Linked DNA regions of Anas platyrhynchos: region 1 is linked to region 2. The links are chromatin contacts, called in public Hi-C maps. All regions are on one chromosome and are shown on one strand. The core of a region is the stretch at or near the end of the contact, and the rest is flanking DNA. Distances in the headings are between cores, read along the strand shown.

Region 1 (5,049 bases), core at 579-3,078, 190 kb after region 2:
TGGGAAGAGGGTCAGTTATTGCAGCATAGCTGACATATTAAGTCAGCAGAGCAATCAATCATGTTTCAACACACCATCACATAAAATAATTATAAATGTAAGCTTACTAATCACACAGTAATTACATATTTTTAGTATTTTCATTTCTATTTATGAAAGTTAAAAACTAATTCCTAAAGAATTTACCAATGAGGGGGAGCAGTTTCTCAAATCACACACAAATTTAACATGCACTCTCACGGAAAGGTCAACAGTTTTGTGGTGTCTGTGTGGATTTTACCAAACTGTCTTTGATTATCCAAACTCAAGAGCCTTTCTGAAGGTGTGGAGGTGTGTAAGCATAGGTTACGTTGCCCAGCTAAAGGTGAGGATTAGGGCCTAGGATACGCTCCAGCACAGGATGAAAGGGTGCAAGACATATCATTCACTGTCTTCTCACAGTCACCATGCCAAAACACTGAAAAGCTTTTCTGATAGCTGACAGGATTAATTTGAAAGAATTAGGGAGCATCCTTACGAAGAGTGGAACCTCTGTGCATATGGAAACTGAGTGCAGAAACAAAACAAAACCAAACAGTGTACAGCTTCTTCACAGGGGTATTAGGAGTGAGCTTGACTGAGTTAGGTATCAGACTCACTACTCTTTCTGCTGCAAGCTGTATTTTCAGTTAGTTAGTGCTTGCACAGTTAGCTGGGCAATTTCAGAAGCAACAAGACCATAAGACTACTCGGCGTTTAATCAGTTTATATCAACCACCCCAGAGCAGCAGGCATGCTTTAAACTTACTTGTAAATGAAGCTCTTTATCCAGCTGACTAATACCTTGGGCGAGTTTTGCTAGTTGCTCAGCTATCACAGCCTGATGGATGGACTGCGAAGTGTAAGCTTTCACATCAAAGTCTTCTCTGAAGAAGTCAGCATAACATTCTGAAAGAGATTTAGATGTTATCTCCGTGCTTCAAACCAGCAATACTTGTGGACGTACAGCATACATCTCGCAGCACACAGACCTCTCCTCAGTTTCTCCAGATGTAACAGCATGCGGCCTCGCATAATAAGTGTGACACTGACTTACTTGAGAAGAGACTACAAGCAAGAGAAACATGCTTGGAGATGATGCCTGTTTTGTTGTCTGTTTTTGTAAATGGTGAAAAAGAGCACACGTTCCTTTAATCCCCACTTTTTTCTTGAAAAGGCACTGACACCTTCCAACTTTTCAGACGTAACCAGGGTGAGGCCGCAGAGGCTGGACCCAGAACCAGCACACAGCAGCCCCCACTGGGAACGACAGCAGCCAAACACCCAACTTCACGAAGCGTACCGCGCCTGATAATGGCGTTAATTTATAATGCTAAATTAAGAAATGATGCCGTAGGGGTGGTTTTTAACGAAGTGAGACTTTGCACGGAAGGCTCCCCGGTGATATTACCAAGACGAGCAGGGGAACACGGGCAAGGCACCGGGCAGGCAGGGACAGGGAGCAGGAGCAGGAAGAGGCACAGGGGCAGGAACAGGGCTAAGAACAGGGGGCAGAGGCCGGTCTCTGCCATGCAGGCAGCACCCCATGCACCGGGCAGCCCCACTTTCCCCTCCTCTTTCCCCTCCCGATCCCCAACCCGGACCCCTGAGGCAGCAGCGGGGGTCCCGGGGACACAACGCGGCGCCTCCGTCCCCACAGCCCCGTCCCCCCCGGGCTCACCGTCGGCCAGCAGCTCGGCCAGGGCCGGGGCGGGGAGCGGGGCCGCTCCGGCCGCCTCCTCCTCCTCCATGCTGGCAGGTGCCGGCGGCCCCGCGTCACTCCCGGGCGGCGGCGCAGGGCGATGATGGCGAAGGAGAGCGACGGGAGCGGAGCGGAGCCGAGCGGGGCCGTCCCACCGGCAGCTGCCGGCGTGTGTGGAGCGGAGCCGGGCTCCGCCGAGCCGGGCTGGGCAGCCCCTCGGAGACGCCCCCACCCCGCGGACCCCGGCCCCGGGGTTTTGTGTTTTTTTTTTTCCAGATGCCGGACGGGTTGGTGGGGATAGATGAGTGGGGACGGCGAGGGAATTAAAGGATGCCCGGGGAAGGAGCCCGGGGAGTTGTTTCGGGCTGGGCGCCTTGTAAAGATCTGTGCCCCCATGGTGCGCTACTCGAAGTAAGTGACTGGCCTGGCAGCTGCCCGCACAGCGTGTCTGCGCTCAAAAAGCTGCTCCTGACTGTAAAAACAGGGAGGGTTTCCCCGCAAGTCCTGTGAGGAGCGGCTGAGGGCACTGGGGGTGTTTGGGCTGGAGCAGAGGAGGCTCAGGGCAGACCTTATTGCTCTCTGCAGCTACCTGAAAGGAAGGTGTGGGGAGCTGGGGGTCGGCCTCTTCTCACAGGGAACTGGTGACAGGACCAGAGGGAATGGCCTCGAGTTGTGCCAGGGGAGGTTCAGGCTGGCAATGAGGAGCCATTTCTGCTCAGAAAGAGCAGTCAGGCACTGGGACGGGTTGCCCAGGGAGGTGGTGGAGTCACCGTCCCTGGGGGTGTTCAAGGAGGGGTTGGACGTGGTGCTTGGGGACATGGGTTAGTGGTGGCATTGGTGGTAGGGGGTGGTTGGACCAGGTGATCTGGGAGGGCTTCTCCAACCCTACCGATTCCATGATTCTCCTGCGACTGTTTAAGCTTGCCATAGACATGAGACATGTTTGTCTTACAGTTTTACACCCCCATGGCATTGCATGTAAGGACAGCAATTTACAGTAGCTAATCAGAGAAATGTCATTACAATTTGTTGTTAATTTTCATGTGTCCGCAGGCTGGCTTTCAGAACCTTGGTTAGAAAATACAGCTGCGACTTGTGTTATACACCAATGATAGTGGCAGCTGATTTTGTGAGATCCGCAAAAGCAAGAGACAGCGAATTCACAACAAATAAAGGTATTCTTTTACAATAAGTCATTATCTTTTCAGAATACGTTATCTAGCGATAAACCAAACTGGCCAAGCAAATTAAGTCTATCTCGCAGGTTGACATGCATAACAATTTAAGGATACTATATATGAATTATTTAGAATTTTGCTGTGGTTTTACAATCAGAGTAAGTACATTCCAGTGATAATGTTTCAAGTGAAGTAATAGAAAACCGTGTCTTCACCTGAAAAGCAGGGCCTACAAACTGATTTAAGTGTGTGGTGGGTTGACCTTTTCCAGCAGCTATGCACGCACACAGGTGTAAAGTAAAGTAAAGTAAGTAAATTTCATGATTTTATCACTGACCATTTACTACAGTACATTATTCAAGTGCAGCAAGTCAGCTGTAGAGAAAAGTCACATGGGGAAGCACAGGTAGACCCTTACTAGTAGAGTTCAACTGGAAAGAAAGCTTGGATAATTTTTTTGTGTGTAAAAATAGATGAATAAGAACATAATTTACACTATATATGGCTCAAAGGTCTACAGACTAAGATCCTCCTGCATTTACTTAAGCTTTTGATCTTCACAGTGTCCCGTGGCATTGAAGTTCCACAGGTTAGCTTTGTAGTGCCTTTCGAGGTGTAAGGGGATGGGGAGAGAGAGGAATTTCTCCTTTCTGCTGTAATGTTGTTGCCTGTTAACAGAGGTTACAGAATTAAGTGTTCTAATGTTATAAACAATATATTTTCCCTCCTCACCTCTTTCACATTTGCCTTAGTTTTATAAGTCTCCAAAACCATTCTGCCTCTGACATCTTTGCCAATATTACAGTATTTACATCATCGTTTATGCTTTTAACCTGTTGCTTCACAACAGGTTGTGAAATTTTACTGTGGTTATGTTTAACTTCCTGGCTGTTTGTTTGGGGATTTGTCTTCTAATTAGCAGGGTAGGTTCAGAGCCTACAGTTACAATTTCTGGTTTTCATTTGATTTGGCACTGACATTTCCTTGTTGTGTATTTCTAAAATAGAGGTTTATCATCCCTGTGGCTGCTACTAAAAGATTAACTATGGCTCGTATTATTACTTAATAGTCAGCCAAAAAAAACTAGGAGCATGAGATTATGGATGGTAGTGTTACTTAGGGACATGGTTTAGTGGGTGACATTGGTGGTAGGAGGACAGTTGGACTAGGCTCTTGGAGGGCTTTTCCAACCTTAATGATCCTGTGATTATTCCAATATATTAGCTGTAACAGTGTAAATCTCTTCAGCTAGAGGATTGTGTAAATGAACACTTCTGAAAATATGCAAGGGATTTTGGGGAGCTTGCTGGAGTTTTAGGTAACCTAGAGAAGTGTCTCAAATTGATTGAGAGGGTACTGCTGACCTCTCTGACTGAAGCTCAGCTACTTACAGAACTCTATATTTTCCACTGAGATGGGAAAACCTTCAGAAGCACTTGCGGTCTTATCAGTACCAGAAGTACACGTGCATTGCGCATTTGTTGGATTTTCTCTTTGGATTAATGCTCATATACTTGTGTTACCCCATTCCCCCTCCCCCATAACTGCAGCAATAGTGTATATGGAAAGGGAGCGCTAATACTGAAATATTTTTAGATGCCTTTAATGTATTGCAGTAGCTGTAAAAGAGGAGAGCCTGTTCCAAATGACCATCTGGCACTCTGCAGGGGCTTAGTAAATCATGGATAGTTCACCAGACCCGAGCTGAGGAGCACTGGCACTTTGGTTTCCCACTTGAGACAAAGCTGCAAAAGCTGCTTCTGCCTGTGTGTTCTCATTCCAGCTCTGCGTACTGCCTTGTGAACAAAACCCAGCCATGTTTGTGCAGAAGAGGACAAATGGCCTGGGATAAGGAAGGGGGAAGTTAGCGGGTTGCTTAGGGAACTAATCCTTCAGAAAGGAGCTAAACACATTTTATGCCTGCCAAGACAGACAGCGATGTCAGCACAGCAAAGGGACGGCACACAGACAAGAAGGGGCAGGCTAGGAGGGGAAGCAGGAAGGCTACTGAAAAATAGAGAATACTCTAAAGCTAAATTTACTGTGTTCTGCTTCATTTGCTTAATAATAGAATTATTATATGGAATCGTAGAATCATTCACATTGGAAAACACCTCCAAGATCATCGAGTCCAACCTTTAACCTTGTACT
Region 2 (5,598 bases), core at 956-3,455:
AGCTTGTCTAGTGCTGATCACTGCACTGTTTGATTATCTTGCTGTGAAGCAATTGAACTGAATTCATTTAGGTATGTTTTGAATGTTTTATTATTTTATTAATTTCAGTGAGAACACCTAGAATGTTGATATTTTGTAATATACCTTAAGATGACAAATAGACACTTGCAGTATACAGAGTTGTATGCTTTTTCTGGGGGGGAAATTCTGACCTGTGTGCATGTTTACAGGGCTATGGTTCTGATGGTTTGAAGTTGATTTCTCATGAAGAAAGTATTTCCTTTGGTGAGTCAGTGCTGAAGCTGACTTTTGATCCTGGCACAGTGGAAGATGGTTTGCTTACAGTAGAATGCAGACTTGATCACCCTTTTTATGTTAAAAACAAAGGTATGCAATCCTACAAGTACACTTGGGTTTATATTACAACATTCTTAGAAAGTAGTTGCAGATTTTACTACTGCCCCATGTTGCTCGAGAAATCAATAAAAAGCAATGTTGTAGAATCAATTTACTATCTTTATCGGAAAAAAAAAAAAAAACAACAGAATTTGAACAAACTAAAACTGCAGAAATATTGTACATCTCTTCAGGCAAGATTTGGTCAAGTATTCAAGTGGAGTGCAGGAAAACAGATAAATTGGGGGGAGAAAGGAAAGCTGCAAATAAGGGAGGCTTTTCTCTCCAACTAAACGTTGAACTTCTGACGATAAAAGTTCCCAGGTTTTGATTGTGTTTTTTTTGTTTTTTTTTGCTAGAGTGAGATTTTACTTTAGATAAACATAAAGTATTTGCAGTAAGAATTCCTGAGTAAGTGTTTCTGATTTTTCTTTTGGGTGAAAGAAACTACATCAGAACACTGCTATGAAATGGTGTCATTTAGGCATATAGGATTGCTCCGGTTAAGAACTAGAGAGATTGTCTGGCCTTCTGTCTAATTTAACTCTTTACCACTTCAGGTTGGTCATCTTTTTATCCAAGCTTGACTGTGGTACAGCATGGCATTCCATGCTGTGAAATGCATCTTGGAGATCTGTGTCTACCTCCTGGACACCCTGATGCCATTAACTTTGATGATTCAGGTGTTTTTGATACATTTAAAAGGTAATTTTTGAATAAAGTGGCCTCAGCGGTTTTTATATTTAATGAGTAGGCACCTTAAGTCTACAAGAATTTGAAGCATTACGTAGAGCAAAGAGAGAATACTTCTGGTTATAGAAGATAAATGAGAGGGGGAAAATGAAGTCCAAATGATCAGGAAAGCTGTGTAGTTCTGTGCTGTGCTAAACTGCAAAGGAATTTCTTGGGGTAATTTTGCAGACCCTGCTTCTGATAGTCTAATACAAATCAGATAAAACAGCAAAGAATATATTACTTGTACAAATCCTTTAGGTGAAGTGGGGTAGGTTTCAAAAACCTGATATTTTTTCCTTAATAGCTTGTGTTTGCCAGCTCTTAATGCGTGCTTCAGCTGCATACCTGAAACTGCCTGAGTAGTTCCTTAGTAACTAACGCATGTACGGCTTTAGAATACAGTGCTTTCGTGATTTGTTCTTTTCTTTGTAGATTCTGCTATTTGTGGTTCTTTTCCTAATAGAGCAGTGACATCTAACTTGAAAGTTTGATTGAGGTTTGTCTTGGTTTGAGCAGGAGATTTGCCCAGATCACCTTCAGAAGTGCAGTCCAACAGAATAATTCTAAGGTTCTGAGAAAGGAAATAGGAGTACTCATAAAGATTTTCCATACTATTTCGAGCTTTCTAAGTTTAGTAGAACCCATCTTTTCCTATGATGTTAGCTTCTTTTTAGCATCTGATTTTAGTCCAGTTGCTTTTTGTTATTTTTATGAGAGAGAGAATTTAAAACGCTGTTTGCAGTTCAAGTTCTATGAGCTCTTGAAGGTTTTCAGTGTGGACTAACAGTGGGTTCAAATTGTTTGAATTCACTCATTTGCTGCCTAGGCTTTTTCTTCTTACTAACTCCTGTTCTTGAACTTTCTTTGTGGAGAGCTGATAGAGTCATGTTTATGTCTTACTGAAGGCATTGGACTTGTCTCTTTACTCACCCTGCAGCCCAGCTGAATACTGTCTGGACACTTCAAATTCCTTATCTCTGTTTTATTTTGGGGCAGAAGAGCCTCTGAGAAAGGAGCACGCAGCAGCAGCTGGGGTTAACAGGACAGAATGAAATAACAAAATCCTGTGGCTGTGTTAGGAGGAGATTAGGAAAGCTGCTGGACTGTTTGGAGAACAGGGAGGTCCTTTCTCATTATCTTGTAAACTGGCCCGCAGAGTTGTCAGCGTTATCCCTTCTTTGTTGCTTTTTCCTTCTCCAGGAGATTTTGGTGTCAGTCTTTCAGTCTCCACCCTTGCTTTTGGTTCCATCCCACAGACGGGACCTGCTTGCACAGATGGGTCTGGGCTATAACTTGCAGCATTTATTTCCCTGTTAGTAGTTCTGGTCTGTGCTTGGAAATAAATACTTTGCCATGAATTGTTTAACTCATTCAGCAGTGTCTGACAGGAGCCTCAGAGTTACATGTGTTTATGTTTGTGGTGGGAATGTAGCATCTTAAAGTTATGGTCAAGCAGCACCTTTATAGGTGTGTTTTCCCCATAAAGCATGCTAAAGACTTCAGCCTGTGTTTCCCAGAATGATCTGCTCACACCTGGTAGTTCCTGAGGTGATAACAAGTAGTCTGTGCATCTCCTGTAGTGCTTGGAGTTTTTGGTCAACAGAAAAATAACAGTTTGTAATATTTGCAGGTCTAAGTGGTATGCAAACAACTCGTTAAGCTGTTGAAATAGCTGAAATACGGAGGGATTCTCACATTTCTGTCACTAGAGGGCGGACATTTGCCAGCTTTTAATTCAATAGTGTGCAGCGTCACGGGCTTTTAAACATGCTAAGCTTAGTGGAAGATTTGTCTGTAAAACACTTCAAACTGAATGGTCTAGAGCAGTTATTTGTACAAGAGTGTGTATTACATTGTTTATTTTAATGCAATTGTTTCGTATTTGTTACTAACATTTCCACACAAGTGAACTCAACACCTGTTCTCCCCAGAGCAGCTGTCACTTTCGGTACCTATCGTGCACTGACCAGACGTGGGCTGCAGTCAGGGCAGTTGCGGAAAGAAAACAATTTACTTCAAAAGATTGTGAAATCTGAAGACAGTGTATAACTAATCACTAGACAGTTGGGGAGTTGGCAGTACCCAGCAGACCGTGTAAAGCAGCAGCTCAGTGTCACTTGGAAAAAGCGTTAGCTCATCTGCCAGACTCTTTTTCTTCACTTGCATCTGCATCGAGCACAAACTCAAAGCACAAATTCACCCAAAAGATCCCAGACTACTAGATAGCACAGCTGGAGAACGAGCAGCTCTCTAGGGCTTGTACCTACAAAATGCTGGATCATTTCATAAGATGTCTTTTTCTTCTAGTTATGATTTTACACCAATGGATTCCTCTGCAGTTTATGTGCTCAGCAGCATGGCTCGCCAGCGTCGCGCTTCTCTGTCTTGCGGAGGATCAAACAATCAAGATGCTGAGAGATCCGAGTGCAGTACTAAAAACTGTGTGTCTACTGCATCAGCACATCTTTCCTCCAGTTCTTTGTACAGCAAAGCTGGCAAAAGCCACAGCTCAGGGACTGCAAGTACTGTGAGTGCCACTTCTCCAAACAAGTGCAAAAGACCAATGAATGCCTTCATGCTTTTTGCCAAAAAATACAGAGTTGAATATACTCAGATGTATCCAGGGAAAGACAACAGGTAATGGTATAAAAGTGTGTTGGTTTTTTTTTGATTCTGCTAGCTCACCAGAAACAGATCTTAACCCTGACAGCACCTTGGTAAATTTTCCGTGCCCTAAAAGCGCTGAAACTTGCAGGAAGTCGTATGTCTTTATGTCTGGGGGGAGGGTGCTTGGTTTGTTCTTTCGTTTTTACAAAGATGTTTGTTATGTGGATATTGAATCTGAATGTTTTGTGCTAGTTGTGCCTATGTAAATGTAAACTAAAACACTTGAATGCGCACCCATCTTAAAATCAGACTTTTAAAAATGTATATAACATGAAAAATGTTACCATAAACATTTCATTTCATATAAAAATCCTAGTGCTGAATCTGGCGAAAGTTAAAAGCTGGCAGGGCTTTGAGAGGGCTTTGGGTATTCCATCCTGTTCTGGTGGGGAGGCTGTAACTGCTGCTGAGAAACAAAACCCTGCCGTACAAAGAGCCCTTCCCTAAATTCCAGCCGGTCTTGTGTGTGCTGGCTGCAATGTTCCACAGTGTTTGTCATAACCTCAGTGAGGCAGATCTGTTATCCTCAAATTCTTTGCAACTGTAAGTGAGAAATCAGATAAAAGACAGCCAGGAAAATTGATGATTACTTAATTAAAATGCTGATTTTAAATGGGCGCAGTGAACTGGAGCCGCAGCTGGATGGATGTGGAAATAGTTTGAATATTTCAGTGAGAACACTGAAGTTTATGAAGGAAAGTGGTGCGAGTTACGAGTAAGCTTCAGAGTATGCTGCTCCCTTCTTCCTTTGAAAGCACTTTCTTGGCACCCATAAAACACAAAATAAATCATTGAGAGTTTGATAATTGGTTTTATAGGCATTCAGCTACTGTTGCTTACGTGTTGCTGGGGCGTTCATTAATTGGGCTGCTCGGAGGCAGCTGTCATGCTTTGAGAATGCACGTGTGTGGTTTTCAGATTACTGAGGAGATCCTAGAGTTGGTTTCATGTAGTCCCCACTTCTTACACTGGAATTCTTACATTATTACAGCATTTTGTGTTTATGGATATGAGAAAGGACAAAACTCGAACAGTTCTGTTCAGAGATAAAGTGGCTCAAGATGCATCACGAAGATAGTGAGCTGCAAGCATTCAAAGCACATTCACATCATGCTACAGTCCGTAAGGGGACTTCAGCTGTTGTTAGGCTATTCCAGATACTCTAGTTTCGTCTCCAGATACTCTTACTGTAGCCATAATGTGTGTGTTCAGAAATACTTGAGTAATTTGAGGCCGTGTACATTTTAAAGATAAACCCCCTAAACTGTGTTTTAACAGTCTCTGTTAATGCTGAACATAATTACTGAGTGAACTTGAGGCATTCTCCAGTTCTGTTTTACAACTCCTTGTGAGTTAACTGCAGTACGAGGGCTTGCATCCTCCATGGTAGCACATTGCTAAAATGTTGTTGGGCTCCTTCCCAGCCTCGTAAGAGGAAAACGGCAGTGTACAGGGCGTGATGAAGTTCTGATGAGGTGCAAGTAGGGTCAGTTCGTTCTTGTTTCTGGTCAGGAGAAATAGGTCTCAGTTATGGCAGTAAAATTTCTCTGTATGCATTTTGCTTCGGTCTCAGCAGTTCACTCACAGAAACATCTCCTTGGAGAAACGAAGCTTTTTGTTTGCGTTAGATTCTGCAAGCTTTCTGAAATACACAGATCTGTACTCACTGCTTGTGCCTCGGTGCAGCTTGGCTGTGGAGGTACTATTTTATTGTGTGTTTGAAATACAAAGATTTCAGATGCTTCACGTTTATTTGTTAATGCAGGGCCTTTTTCAGCCAACCTCGCTCTGGTCACAGTG

Evidence for each region. Hi-C and Micro-C count contacts between places; a contact is called where the count stands out from the background.
Region 1: a contact with region 2 is called in a Hi-C map of small yellow follicle, with 4 times the contacts expected there. The contact joins the promoter of COG5 here to the enhancer-like site in region 2. A contact is called at or near these places in 5 of 8 Hi-C or Micro-C datasets (F1 follicle, F5 follicle, skeletal muscle and 2 more).

Annotation. Positions count from the first base shown.
Region 1 is chr1:15,113,674-15,118,722 of IASCAAS_PekinDuck_T2T, forward strand. It overlaps COG5 (component of oligomeric golgi complex 5), which reads right to left and starts at 1,829. Exons shown (of 22, transcript XM_072032652.1): 1 at 1,700-1,829; 2 at 788-927. The coding sequence starts at 1,769. It overlaps DUS4L (dihydrouridine synthase 4 like), which reads left to right and starts at 1,992. Exons shown (of 6, transcript XM_072032689.1): 1 at 1,992-2,131; 2 at 2,774-2,895. The coding sequence starts at 2,022.
Region 2 is chr1:14,924,931-14,930,528 of IASCAAS_PekinDuck_T2T, forward strand. HBP1 (HMG-box transcription factor 1) reads left to right here. Exons shown (of 11, transcript XM_027459130.3): 7 at 231-387; 8 at 957-1,101; 9 at 3,439-3,768. Among named protein-coding and RNA genes, the nearest start is that of HBP1, 11 kb to the left of the region's middle. Within about 2 kb of position 2,206, at least 6 of the 8 cell types and tissues checked have an H3K27ac peak or open chromatin away from gene starts, as enhancers often do. A contact at or near this core is called in F1 follicle, F5 follicle, small yellow follicle and 1 more, where this site is marked.